Regions from separate parts of the Pan troglodytes genome. Here all the other regions are linked to region 2. Evidence: chromatin contacts called from public Hi-C data. All regions are on one chromosome and are shown on one strand. Each heading gives the region's core, a stretch centred on a gene start, on an enhancer-like site or on the middle of the called end of the contact. The rest is flanking DNA. Distances are from core to core; before and after follow the strand shown.

The links. Hi-C and Micro-C count contacts between places; a contact is called where the count stands out from the background.
Region 1: a contact with region 2 is called in a Hi-C map of induced pluripotent stem cells, with 3 times the contacts expected there. The contact joins the enhancer-like site here to the promoter of DHRS3 in region 2. A contact is called at or near these places in 3 of 7 Hi-C or Micro-C datasets (induced pluripotent stem cells and stem cell-derived neural progenitor cells), 1 of 1 datasets of contacts at active chromatin or transcription factors (stem cell-derived excitatory neurons) and 1 of 1 other capture datasets (stem cell-derived neural stem cells).
Region 3: a contact with region 2 is called in a Hi-C map of stem cell-derived neural progenitor cells, with 4 times the contacts expected there. The contact joins the promoter of VPS13D here to the promoter of DHRS3 in region 2. A contact is called at or near these places in 1 of 7 Hi-C or Micro-C datasets (stem cell-derived neural progenitor cells) and 1 of 1 datasets of contacts at active chromatin or transcription factors (stem cell-derived excitatory neurons).

What each region holds. Positions count from the first base shown.
Region 1 is chr1:219,688,294-219,692,948 of NHGRI_mPanTro3-v2.0_pri, forward strand. It overlaps VPS13D (vacuolar protein sorting 13 homolog D), which reads right to left. Exons shown (of 70, transcript XM_514406.7): 31 at 3,045-3,310; 32 at 1,754-1,887. Among named protein-coding and RNA genes, the nearest start is that of VPS13D, 89 kb to the right of the region's middle. Within about 2 kb of position 1,493, at least 3 of the 24 cell types and tissues checked have an H3K27ac peak or open chromatin away from gene starts, as enhancers often do. A contact at or near this core is called in induced pluripotent stem cells, where this site is marked.
Region 2 is chr1:219,384,248-219,388,798 of NHGRI_mPanTro3-v2.0_pri, forward strand. DHRS3 (dehydrogenase/reductase 3) reads left to right here and starts at 3,197. Exons shown (of 6, transcript XM_001145600.6): 1 at 3,197-4,551.
Region 3 is chr1:219,776,210-219,780,995 of NHGRI_mPanTro3-v2.0_pri, forward strand. VPS13D (vacuolar protein sorting 13 homolog D) reads right to left here and starts at 3,070. Exons shown (of 70, transcript XM_514406.7): 1 at 2,961-3,070.

The DNA of each region.
Region 1 (4,655 bases), core at 243-2,742, 300 kb after region 2:
ACAACACAAAGTGAAAACACAACCCAAAATAATGTTACTCCCCAACTTTAAGGAAAGAAACACACCAAAATAACCTATCAGAAATCATATATGATTATTTTCCCTCCTCACAATATCTTCATAATTAAAAATAAACATATTATTAAAGCTGGGTGATAGGTATATATGGAGTTCATTATATTATTCTGTTTACTTTGTATACATTTGAAATGTTCTATAATAAAAGGTTAAAAAATAAATACATTCATTGGGAGAGAGAAAGAAGGGAGAGAGCGAGAAAGGACTCCAGTTCTAGGACCAAATTATTTTGCATGCTCAGGAAGAGCACAGAGGAAAGAAAAGCGCAATCATTTGGGTCCTTCTTACCCTCTTCACCCCCTCCACCACCTTTTTGGGACCTATCCTAGTGCTGTGAAAAACATGTGACAGCAAGGTCCTTTGCCATATTCAAAATTCATACTTTATAAATTCTCCCCCGATGATTTATCAAGCTGGTCTTAAAATTCAGATCCAACTGTGCTGCCTCAAAGGCAGGACTGAAAGGAGTTTCCAGCAATCTCAAATATTTTGCCATGTAGTTGTCCTAAGACTTCAGAACAGAAAAGTTTCATTTTCCTTTTTCCTTCAGGGGTTTCTGCTACACAAAACCCAATTGTACCTGACAGTTCATTAATCAATCAGCAAGATTCTCCATTCAAAGCTAGTATTGTGGTGGCTTGGAGGGCAGATGAATTGCAATTTCATGATCAACTCACATCACACCAGCATGCAAATCCTTCCTCTCAAACGGAGGTTTCTTTACAAGAGAGAAACAAGTGGTCAAGAAGTAGAGTCCCTACAGGCTTTATTCCACTATGTTTGTCTCAAAACCATAAACCATATACTCCTAACAGTGAAAATAAGTTTTATTCCTTCAAACTTTGAGCAATACCACTGGAAAGAAAGGGGCATGAAAAGGCCGATCGTAAAGCAAAAGGAACCCCAACCAAATATCCTAACAGTACGGCATGGGGAATGTGAGCTGAGATGAGTCAAGTACAAACATCTGATAGAAACAAGAACATGCCACGGTTCCCCTTCTGTCCCCACACCCCATGGCTTAACAAGAGACAAAGCACTTTTGGCCTAATATTGCATAATGACATTTCTGAGCTACAAAGGCCACTCCAGCACAAATTATCTTCTTCATGAGATGACATGAGAGCCTAAAGCACCACTATTATCCATGCGCTCCTTTCAGCCAGGCAGGACTCTGCAGAGCTGCCCTTTTATGGATCAGGTATTCCTGAAAGGATAACATATAAGATCCTTAGCACTTTGTATAAATAGGTTTCCCTTCCCAAAGCCCTAGCTCTTCACAGGGCTGCACTCCAGGTGAGGAGAGGGATGCAGGGGAAATGAGACCCACGGCCTCACCTTCATGGACGAGGTCTGCAGAACGAGAGGGCACAACAAGGTGCCTGACAGGGCAGTGGGGACTGGAAAAGTCTCCTTGAACTTCTTGAGGAAGAAAGGGTGTAAGAGAAAGAGGCAAATGTCCTCTGCATATTTATAGCCTAACACTGGGAGACTGAATTCATGCATTAGAATAGCCAGGTAGATTTGGGGAGAAAACAAAGAGGAGAAGAGGGCAACGGTCTTCCAATTTCATGAATTACTTCCCCTAATGCAAGTTTAAGAGGTAAAATTCTCTTCCAGATGCTTTTCTCGTGAGCCAACACGCAGTGCCGTGATCAACACATAGACTTCTTACCTCGATGCCAAACAAACTTCCTGAAAAGGGGCGATCAACAAACCGGGGCTTATAGGTGAGCACTGTGGTGCCTTTCAGAATAATGGCATTGGTGTCGAAGCAGGACACATCTTCAATGACCACAAACTCCGTACCTGGAAAGGACAACGTCGTCAATCAAGCCAGAGCTGGGAAGCTGGAAAACACCAAGCTGTTGCAAACAAGGCAGCGAGCGCATTTCCACCAGGCAACAACACGAACCAGTAAGATTTTTCTCCAAAATGTCTGCTGACATTTACTAACAGTGTCATCCTGAACCAATACTCTGCATCTGGCCACATGCAGCTGAACCAACAGAGCTCTGCAGCAGCAGGAAAGACTGGGATGTGATTCTCTCTTTAGAATATTTCTAAACTAGACAGAGAAACTGCACCCCAGTTCTCCTGGGAGGGCTAGCAGATATTCAGAAGTTCACAAAATCATCCTTTCTCTAAGTGATGACCTGACTGAAAATTCCAGGAAGAAGACTCAGGTACTAATGCTGGTCAGGCACTATGCATCTAAGTAGCTATTTACAAGGTTGTTTACAAAGAACAGACCAATTTAATATCGAGATTTTTGAAATCAGTACGTTTTCAACTTATGTGTATATATTTAGTAGTAAATTCACTCTGCTTTAAACTGTGTTTTTATCAAAAACCATATATAGATCAAGCTTGTAACTGAACTCATGTAAAACGCATTGTGCTAGCCAGCTTCATCAAAATCACTGAGAAGCAGGTACAGGTATCAGAAACATAACAATAAATACACAAATACATACAGATGCACTAGATGAGTTCGCTAGTCAACAAATGCCATAGTAAATTCATCTATACAAAGAAAAATATTCTTTTTGTAATGAAAATAAAAATCTCCTCACTTACTTATCTTCAAAACTGAGGTTTTCACATACGAAACTTGCCTAAACTCCATAAAGCACATCTGTTAGGGCCCTAAAGATCAAACTGCAAATTGCAGACAGACTGTACACTGGAAAAAAAAGACCACTGCCCAGGCGGGTGCTCGGGCCAGGCACACGCACTAGGCAGGCAGGGGACAGGGACAAGCGACCCCGCAGTCTTCAGTGGGCCAGGCAGCTCCCACCTGAAAATGGAGGCCAAGACCTCTGATGCTTGCAGGTCTGTAAAAGAGGCAAATGTGTAAGTGCTCATGTGAAAAATGGGAGGCAAAAGAGCAATCATCCTGTAAGGCAGATATTGAGCCTAACATCCAAACTAAGCACCAATGAATCACACCAACATATAATCACCTGTTACATTGACCTTGACCTCCAGGTGCCTTTCATTGGACACAGGAAGGGAAGACCGCTTGGTAACTACTCCACTCTTCACAGTTTTGGGAACTATAGCAGATTCGCTGCTAGAGTTACGGTGGCGAGAAGGAGTAACATGATTTTGTTTCTTAATATCACTGGGAGTGTGGAGAAAATCATGGACTAACAGTAGCCAGTCAAATATGAGAAACACACGGAGATTGTTGAGAACTACTGTAAAGCAGGAGGAATCCTTGGTAGATCTATAAAAAGAAGACAGGAGAAAATAAATAGGGAAAAAGAAACATGGTTATTTCAATAACCTGCAAATGTACTGCTCAGTTTTGGCGGGTGGTATTCCAGTATTTTCCAAACTGCCTGCTTTGAGTATCAGTAAACTTTGAACACTGGTTGAATAACACGTTCAGTGTATTACTGGTTTAATAACACATTCAGTATAATAAGTTAATCATATTTTTAAACAAAAAGGAACATTTTATAAGAAAGCAGCATAGATAGTATAGCTCAGTGGTTCTCAATCAGATGGTTTTGCTCCCCTGAAGACATTATTTCTTTTCTTTTTTTTTTTAAGAGACAGGGTCACACTCTGTTGCCCAGACTGGAATGCAGTGGCACGATCATAGCTCACTGTAACTTCAAACTCCTGGGATCAAGTGATCCTCCCGCCTCAGCCTCCCAAAGTGCTAGGATTACAGATGTGGGCCACTGCACCTGGCCCTTGGAGACAATTTTTATTCACATTTCAATTGCAATTGCAACTAGAGGGGGTTGCTATTGCTATCTAGTATAGGTAGAGGCCAGGGATGCTGTTAACTATCCCACAATGTACAGGACAGCCCCATAATAAGGAATTATCTGACCCAAAACATCGATAGTGCTAAGGTCAAGAAATTCTGGTATGATAAAGAGCACAGGCTTTGAAGTCAGAGACGCAGACTTAAATACTGCCATTTACGAGCTGTGTTATCTTACGAAAGCCACCTACCTTCTCTCAGCCTGTTTCCCTACTTATAAAATGAAGAATATTAATATGATAAGAAATAAAGCACCAGGCACAAAGCAGGCATTTGATAAATGTCACTTTCTTTCCCTATGGGCTATTTCAAGAAGATCAATGAGGCACTCCTTCTTTGACGTCTAGGATCACTTCTTTATAAATAATACCAAGTTTACACACACTAGTACTAGATTGTTTCTCTAATTGAAATTGACCTGACAGCGCAGATCTTTTGGCCCGAGGAGAACAAGTAAGATGACATTTACCAGGGATAAAAGTCCCCTAAGTAACCTAGAGGTAGAGTTGGGGTGGGGGTGGGGGGACAAGTTGCCATTACTCTGAAGTCTACATTTGACGTGAAAACCCAGCGAGGACTCTCAGGCCTGACTTTAAACCATGATGCAGTCAGGGGCTTCATCCAGGCCCTATTAGTACATCAGCAGGACCGGCCTACTAATGGATAGGCCTCAGATGAGTAGGACAAGAGAAACAGGGGCTGGAGCACTTGAATGGGGTTTTCTGGGTTGAACTTGGTTCCCTAAGCCCAAAAGCGACTCTGGGGTTGTAGCTACTACATGTACCTGGTTCCC
Region 2 (4,551 bases), core at 1,947-4,446:
AAATCGTCTCTGGCCTTTGCAGATTTGCTTTCCTGGACCATGGTCCTCATGGGTCCTCTCCCTACAGGGATTTTCCACTCACCTGATGCCTGTTTTCTCCTCTCTGTTGCCTCTGGCCAGGCAAACTGCCCAGTCGGCCATCGCATACAACTCATGTTTTCCCAGGAGCCTGTCTCCATGAAGAGACCCTCCAGGGCGGCTGATGTTAAACTTCGTGGAACACTTTTTTCCACTAGACCAGGTGGCTTTCCAAATCGCCCTGGCTAAACACCGCCAGCTTGTTCTGCTCAGGGGAAAGTAGCCAATTGTCCCGCAAAGCCATGTACGTGTGTGAGTCCACGTGTGTCTGTGTGCACATGCATTTGTGTGTGTCAATCACACCAAGTCGTTGGTATTAAAATCCTGCTCAAGAGCTGGAGGAAGGGTCAGGAAGGAGGCAGAATAGCTCAGCAGTGAGCACAGACCTGCTGGGATTTGGCTCCGGTGACTGCGGTCTCTTGGGAGGGGAGGGGAGAGGAAGGAAGGGGCCCCCCATCCCCACCCCAAAGTCCCTGAGCTGGGCACTCACGGCAGCAGAGCTCCAGGTGTCACTGTTCACCGATCATGAGCTGGTGGCCCGTGGCCATCCCTGGCCTGAGTACCAATGGCCTCCTCACTGTTCTCCCGACATCCACTCAGTACCCAGAGCTATCCTGGACCCAGCAGCCTGAGCAGACTCCGAGATTCCATCACATCTGCCTTTGCTCCACAGCCCCCTCCCAAAGGCCCTCATCGCACTGCAGATGAAACCCAAAGTCCTCCTCCGGCCTGCGGGACCCAGCCTCAGCGCTTTTCAAACCTCAGTGAGCAAAGGAGCACCTGGGGATCTCGTTCAGTAAAAAGCAGAGCCTGATTCAGGAGGGCCAGGGTGGGGCCTGGGATTCTGCATTTGTTTTTGTTTTTTTTTGAGACAGAGTCTTGCTCTGTGGCCCAGGCTGGAGTACAGTGGCACGATCTCAGCTCACTGCAACCTCCACCTACCGGCTTCAAGCGATTCTCCTGCCTCAGCCTCCCAAATAGCTGAGATTACAGGTGCACCCCACTGTACCAGGCTCATTTTTGTATTTTTTATAGAAACTGGGTTTCCCCATGTTGCCCAGGCTGGTCTCAAACTCCTGGCCTCAGGTGATCCGCCTACCTCGGCCTCCCAAAGTGCTGGAATTACAGGCATGAGCCACCGCACCCAGCCTGGATTCTGCGTTTCTAACAGGCTTCTGGTCCAGGAACCGCAGGCTGAGTGTGGATCCTCGCTGCACCGGGGGAGCTGAGCCACGGAAAAAGTTAGTTCTCCCAACTGCAGCTCGCCTCTTCCCTTCAAGCCGAGAAAGCCTCCTTTCACATTTTCAGGGACAGACCTGGGATGTGAAATTTCAAACTCTGCCCTGAGTTAAATTCCAGGAGGGGGTACAAGAGCAAAGGATAAAGGCTGGGGGAGGGAGGGAAAGGCAGAGAGGATGTGTCCCTGCTGTTCTCACTGAAGCCAGGCCACACGACCCTCAAGGCCAGCCTGCTGAACTGTGCACACACACATCACCCCCACACAAGGTCTCCTTGGCCCCATCTTCCCAGGGACCTCGGGGGAGGGCAACAGAGGAGGTGACAAGTTTCTCTCTGAGCAGTTGATGCTGGGAGAAACGTGTGGCTTGCAGAGCTGCCAGTCCCACAAAAACCACATCCTGAAAGATGGACCAAGTAGAAAAAAAGGCCACCATCCACCTCAGGCCAGCTTCTGGAACTGTCAGTTCCTTTGGGGAATGTCTGACATGTTCTTTTTTCCTCTGATTTCATCCCAAACCTTTTGAGAAGCAGGTTGCGTGGCATTGCACAAGTTACTTAGATTTACTGAGCCTGTTTCCTCCTGCAATAAATGGGCACGTGCCTCCCTGGGCTGTTAAGGAAATTCAATCAGAAAGTGTGTAAAGGCCCTGAGGCACTAAAGGTCAATTTGGGTTCCTGACCTCCTTCCCACCGTCTGCCCTCCATCCCAGGCACACAACCAGAGAGATGTAAGAGGGACCTAACCGTTGCCCAGCCGATCTGGCATCTGACCAGGGTGGGCTAGTTGGGGTGAAAATGCATCTCTGTATATGAGTTGCTTCATATCTTTTGGCTTTAGTTTCCCCAGCCATAAAAGTGTGTTTGGGGTGGGGGAGGAGGACTATGATCTTCACAAGCCCTTTTAGACTTGGGGTGTTAACCTTACATGAGAGAAATGCCTGGAAGAAAAGCATGGTTAGTTAGCAGGAACGCCGCGGGGTTGGAGGCCGGGCAGCTCGGAGGCGCAGTATCCTATCTGGGCCACCAGGCGGCTCCGAGGACAACAGATGAGCAAAGCCCGCTTTTGCAGCCTGACTCTGTCTTCAGATCTTTCCAGGCTTCTTCGCAGGCCTGGCGGACACCAGCCGCTGCTGGGTGGGAAAGGCCTGTCACTCCCAGGCTGGAATCGCTTTCCCATTTTTACAGACCTCGAAGATGAGAGGAGGCCGTCACCACAATGGAGTCCGGCCCTGGGGTCTGATGGAGACATTGGTCCGCCCTTCGGTCAGACTCTTGGGGGCGTTAGGGGGGGTCTCTGCTCTGCAACCCTTAGCTGAACCCCATCCTCCACTTCTCTCCTCCCGTCTGGTCAGAGTGGGAAGAGGTTTGGATTGGGATCCCCCCTCCTGCACTTCCTGGCTGGGTAACCTGGACGATGGGATAACAGTCCCCCGATTGCAAGGTCAGGGGAAGGACTGTGTCAGAATATAGGCCCTCAGTGCAGGACAGTTGCTCATCCTAAGCCTCTCCTGCCTTTTGCTCTTCCAGTGGCTTTTCACCCAGAAGGAAGATCCTCCCCTGCAGAACCTCTCCCCAGAACTAGGTCTTTGCAGGTGACGAGGTAATCCCAGCCTCCCCTCCCCGCAGATCAGCGTTTTTCGAAGTGACTTTCTCACCAGGCGGAGCATTGAAAGTACCGATCCCAGCGCACCCAGCCCTGCTGAATCAGAATCTCTGGGGGTGAGGCCCAGGAATCGCCGTCTGAACAAGTCGCGGGCTGGAAACGGCTGCCCCAGATTACAGGGCAGCTCCCTGCTTCGCTCTCGCTCCTCCGGCCCCGGGAACGTGCAGGGGGGCGGGAGGCAAGTCCCATCAGCACTTTGAACTGGGGCTGCTTTTTAGTGACTCACCTCCCAGACTTCCTGCAACAGACAACTCTAAATAGCTCGGTCCCACCCTCCAGCAGGGGAGACATTCCGGTCGGGAAGGGCAGGAGGTTAGAAGGTGGGTGCCCCGCCAGGGCAGTCCAGGGAGACCCAAGGACAGGAGACGCTGGCTGCACAGCACAGGGGCGCAGGAATAGGACGTTTTGTTTACAGGCTTTTGTTATTAAGGAAATTGCTGTCAGTCAAGGTAATTCTAGCTCAGATGAGCAATAAATATGCTCCCAGCTAATCTTGTGGGGATTTTATTGGCACTCGGAGCAGAGGTTCCTTTACCTTGACTACTCCCTCCCCTCAAAGCAAAGTCCTGCTCCCCAGAGGCTTCCCCCTAAGCATCGTGAGGCACTTGGGTCAGGCTTTTAAAAGTCCACTCTACGTGAACACAGAAGAGGTCCGGGCAAAGGTGAGGAGTGGCTTCCTGATCCTACCTGGAGGCCGGGGATGACCAAATGACCTGAAATAAAACCCTGGGTGACCTGGTTGGATCAAGGCATACGCAAGCTCCCCCGGGCCTGCTCCACACGCAGGGGTGATCACCTGGCCCGCGGGGGGCCCGGGCAAGGAGGAACGTCTCGAGAAGGCAGCCGGCTCGCCGGAGTCGGTTCCAGCGTGTTCGAGTTACAGCTGCGAGCCCTCAGGGACACCGGCGGCAAGTCCCGGCTTGCAGAGAGGGGAGCCAGTCCCGGGAGAGCGCGAGTCCCGGCGAGCCCGAGTGCGCGCCTTATGCGCGCTCCCCGCGACGGCGCAGGGGGAGGGGAGGCCGCAGCAGCCACTCAGAGGAACGGTAGTGAAGCCTCCCAACAACTTTAACTGTCAATCAGACTTAATGGGGTATTGAAAAAATGGGGGAAAAAGGGGCCGCCCTCTCCGCGACGCGGCTGCCCGGGGAGCGAATGAATAGGGCCGCGCAGACCAAGGCGTCCGATCCACGCGCGCTCCACACCCGGACCCTCTCCAAGTTGGAAAGGACAAAAAGAAGGCAATAAATGCTAAAAAGGGAGAGAAGGGGAGCTGGATCGAGCGGCAACTCCCAGCCTCTGCTGGAACAGAGAGGGAGGGAGGGAGCCGGAGCGAGCGAGCGCGCGCGAGGGCGAGCGCTGCACGTAAAGAAACTGACACCCGGACCCCCCACTTCTCCTGCACGTTGCTGGCAATCAGATCGCGTTTAAGCAATTTCCTGAGCCCAAGAATAGCAATGAGTCGGGAGACTTTCGCGGGCTGAAATTGGGAGCTCCAAGCACTTTTTCCCCCCCACTTTTTTTTTTTTTTTTCTGGAGACGGGGTGGGGGTGGGGGCGCTACAATTTGGAATC
Region 3 (4,786 bases), core at 1,820-4,319, 390 kb after region 2:
GGGAGGCAGAGGTTGCAGTGAGCCAAGATCACACCACCGCACTCCAGCCTGGGTGACAGAGTGAGACTCCATCTCAAAAAAAAAAGAAAAAGAAACTCATGAAACAAACCTGAATAAAGTTGGGGGTGGGGGGAGAATTCACATTCTTTAATGATCCTCATTTAGGCCGCCCAAATTAAATGTCTCAAATTTGTTCATGAGGATCACTTATAAAATAATATACATGGGAGAGAGGCGACAGTGCTTTATCACTGTTCTTAAATGTCCTGTAACTGCATTACTGGTACCTGGGCACCAGATGACGCTGATACAATGAACAATCTTAGTCGATTATTACAAACCCCAAACTCCAGAAATCCTCTGGCTCCAGCCACGGTATTTAGATTTTGTAGGTACTACTGCCTGTTATAATAACTGGTGTTTACCAGTATTACCAAAAAAAAAAAAAAAAGACTAATTATAGTATTACAAAAAGTCAACATGAGGGAAACTGAGACACAAAAGTTTAACTGGGTTCTGAGACTGCTCAACTAGAAGATCCCAGTGGAAACTGTGAGCCTCAAATCTTGCTCTGATCCACCATGTCAGTCATCAGCCACCCTGCCAGGCACTACAGACTTGCCATGGCACGCATCCCACTGGAGCCAGCCTACTTTCAGGATCCTCTCCAAGCACGCTGCCCCACCTCTAGTGATTCATCTTAGTGCTAGAAGATACACCTATCCCAACTGAGAGGCTGCCATCCAACAACTACCAGAAGCACAAGGCCTCCACAAGAATGAATTCAATCTCCTGGAAAAACTGGCTTTTGTTTGTCAACAATATCTTGTACTTCCAGAGAAGATTAACTTTTATTGGTCAACAGTGACAGCAAAAAGAAAAAAACAGCATTTGGTAAAATATTTGACCAATTTCTTTCCAAAGATTTTTTTTTCTGCAAATGGAATATAAAGATATTTTTTAAGGGTAGAGTTACATAAAACTAATTATTAGCTACATTTGTTTAAAGAAGATGTTATAAGAACAATTTAAAAAAAAATGCTCAACAGTCTGAATAAAAGAAACATTTCTCTATTGTAACTTTTTTTTCTGGAGACAGAGTGTTGCTCCCTCGCCCAGGCTGGAGTGCAGTGACGGGATCTCGGATCTCGGCTCACTGCAACCGCCATCTCCTGGGTTCAAGCGATTCTCCTACCTCTGCCTCCTGAGTAGCTGGGATTACAGGCACCTGCCACCATCCCCGGCTAAGTTTTGTATTTTTGGTAGAGACAGGGTTTCATCATGTTGGCCAGGCTGGTCTGAAATCCTGACCTTAAGCGATCTGCCCACTTTGGCCTCCCAAAGTGCTGGGATTACAGGTGTGAGCCACCGTGCCCGGCCACTATTATAACTTGAAAGGAGTAAATTTGTGAAAACCAAATGTGAAACTGACTAATCTTACTATGGGGACTCCAAACAAACTTGAGTAAGAAGCCAAGGTCAGAGTACTCTTTATTTTTGTAGTTATTGCCACTAATTTCGGCCCTAAATGCCAACTCTGAGTGCCAACTACCAATTATCTCCAAATCAAGGGAAACAACTGTCAGTTTGTAAACAAGTTCAGGCCCTACCCTACTTGCCCTAAACGGAAAAGAATGCAAAGCACAGATTTTAAAAGTATGAGTGATTAGCATTGTAAGGCAACCTGGTCAGTAACATGGAGGCCCAAACCAGAAAGCACCCATTATTTGCTCTGCTAAGCATCTAGACCGTGCTTGAGGCCACTTCAAGGATTCCCTGAAGGAATTCAGTGTCAGCAAGGGCCGCCAGACTGGCCAGAGTCCCAAAGTGTTTACACTCCGGTCCATCAGGACTTCTAGGCAGCTGCCTGGCACTAAACCCCACCTGGGCTCCCCTACCCAGTGGGGCGGGTGACAGTAGGGATCAGTGCTGAGCCCACGGGCGGGCAGACAGCCGGGCATGACCTTGAGCCAGGCCCCTCCCCTGAGGAGCGGCCAGACCGGGAATAGGAAGGACTGGCAACCGGACCTGGGCGTCCCTCCCCGAGGCGGCCAGGGCTGAACGCTGCCGGCGCCAGGGAGCTCCAAAACCGGGGCGGGGACGGCTGTGCGACCGGTGGCCCCACAGGAACGGCACTGCCCGGAAGGCGACGCTCCCACAACCCTCCCGCCCGCAGCTCTCGGAACCCTCAGCCCCCTCCAGGGGACAGAGACCCCACCACCCAAGTAAAACCTGGAGGGAACGGCGCCGGGATCCCACACCTAGGAGGAGTGGCTGGGCCAGGGCGTGACCCTGGGGGGTAAAAGGTAAAGAGAGGTTTTAGGCCTGATGTCTGGCATCCCACACCTAGGAGGAGTGGCTGGGCCAGGGCGTGACCCTGGGGGGCAAAAGGTAAAGAGAGGTTTTAGGCCTGATGTCTCCACCCGAGAGTGTGACCTCGGGTGGCTGATTAAGGGAGGTGGCTAAGGCATTCTAGAGAACTGACACCCCACTCTTCGGCGTAATGTGGGGGGCTCGCACACTGGGGTCCTGCATTGAGACCAAGGCTCAGGCGGACAGGCGCGGACTGACACCCCCCAATTCCAGGGCGCCAGGCTGCTGGGACCCCGGAAAGTGTGCCGGGGTCCAGCGGGGGCTCGGGCTCCCCAGGACACGGACGTCGGGGTTCCCAGAGGTTCAGCCAGCCCCGAGCCTGTGCTTGGGGTGCTCGCGGGGATTCGGACGCAGGGGTCCCCGGAGGTGGCGGGCTTGGGGCCCGGGGGGAGCAGACGCCCAGGGTTACCCCGAGGGGCTCAGACCGAGGCCGGACGACGGGGCCCCCAGGCTCCCAGCATCGCTCTCCCCAGGGTGGGCCCGGGCCCCCATGTCCAGGCGGAGCCCTAGCGGCGGCCCGCGGGTCCGCGCCGGCCCTGCAGTTCCCGACCCTGGCCCCGCCCGGCACGGAGCCGCTCGGCCCCTACCTGTCGGTGTCCCGGGCCGCCCGCCCCAGCCCGGCGCTGCGCGGCGTTTCCTCCCCGCCGCTCCTCAATGGCGCAGGCCCGCGGCGCTCAGGCCGGCCCCGACCCGACCAATCGAGCGGCCGACGCGCCGGTGCCTGGCCAGCCGAGCGCCGAGTTATCGAGGAGGCGCCCCCTGGCGCCGGCGGCCGCTCCTGCAGTGGTGCGGGCCCCTCCAGGGTTCGCGGACACTGGGGCTTATTTTATAGGTGGGGAAACTGAGTCCCAGGGGAGGGCAGGGCCACAAATGACTCTGGTTCAGACAGCATGGGAACCCAGGATTCTTCCCACCTACAACCACCCTGCCTTCCATCCAAGCGAAAGGTGCAATTGGCCGTCCGTCTGGCCCACTCACCCACAGTCCGTTCCCCACTTCGCAGCCACAGGGGCCTGTTAATTCAGACCCTGCCCTTCCCTGCTTAAAACGGCGTCCCCACCATACTTCAGTTAAAACCCACCTCCTTACAGAGCTGCCACCAAGGTCCCACTGGATCTGGTCCCTTCCCATTTCAGCCACTTTTTCCCCGGCCGACTCTGCCTCAGCATCCTTCAGTTTCTGCCCCAGGAACTGTACATTTGCCGTTGTCTCTACCTAGGAGCCTTCTCCCCAGACCAATAGAAATACAATGCCAGCCACATAGGCAATTCACATTTACTAGCTAGTACATTTTTTTAAAACGAAAAAGAAGAAAATGAACTTCATTTTAATATATTTAATCCAATATGTTCAAAATATGATCATCTCAACATGTAGCCAAAAGAAAAAATTACTAATACAATATGTTAACTTTTTTATAGTAAGTTTTTGAAATTCGGGTATATTTTACATTTACTGCGCATCTCAGTACAAACTAGCCAGAATTCCAGTGCTCAATAGCCTCTTGTGGCCAATCCAGAGCTACAGAATAGCTCTGGATATTCGTATAGCTGACTCCCTCTGGCTTCAAATATTCCACTCAGAGAGGACTTGTGCCTATCTACGGTTCCACTATGAGCTGGGCACGGTGGCTCATGCCTGTAATCCCAGCACTTCAGGAGGCTGAGGCGGGCGGATCACTGAAGTCAGGAGTTTGAGACCAGCCTGGCCAACGTAGTGAAACCCCATCTCTACTAAAACTACAAAAATTAGCCGGGCGTGGTAGTGCACACCTGTAGTCCCAGCTACTGGGGAAGCTGAGGCAGGAGAATCACTTGAACCCGGGAGGCGGAGGTTGCAGTCAGCCGAGATCACCCCTCTGCACTCCAGACAGAGTGAGACTCCCTCTCAAAAATAAAAATAAAAATAAAGTTCCGTTATCCATTACCCTGTTGTATTTTCTTCATGGAACCTAATACTCCCTGAGATTACCTTGTTTGTTTATACATATGTTGTTCTTTCCCCAGTACCTTGAAAACAGAGATTTTATCCCTTTCACAGTGTTTCTTCAACACCTAGACATTGCCTAGCACAGAAAAGACTCAATAAGTGTGTATGAATGAACAACTGAACACTTCCTCCTTGCATTATCACAAGAAGGGCAAGAGGGAGACCTCAGGCTCATATAAATTAGAAGATGCAGGAAGCAGAACGGCAAGGTTACAATCATGTATTTACCATAATAATTACCAACCCTCATGATGCTAAGCTAATGAGGGTGCATGTTGGGCTGACTCACTCCTGAGCAAGACTGGGGTTCCTGTATGGTGGGATCAACCTCTCAGAATCTGGATGCTGGGTCTCCTCTGGGGCTGAGGTTTGGGAGTAAAACCTGGAACTCCACAGACAGAAGGAGGAAGGAAGGCAGTCCTTC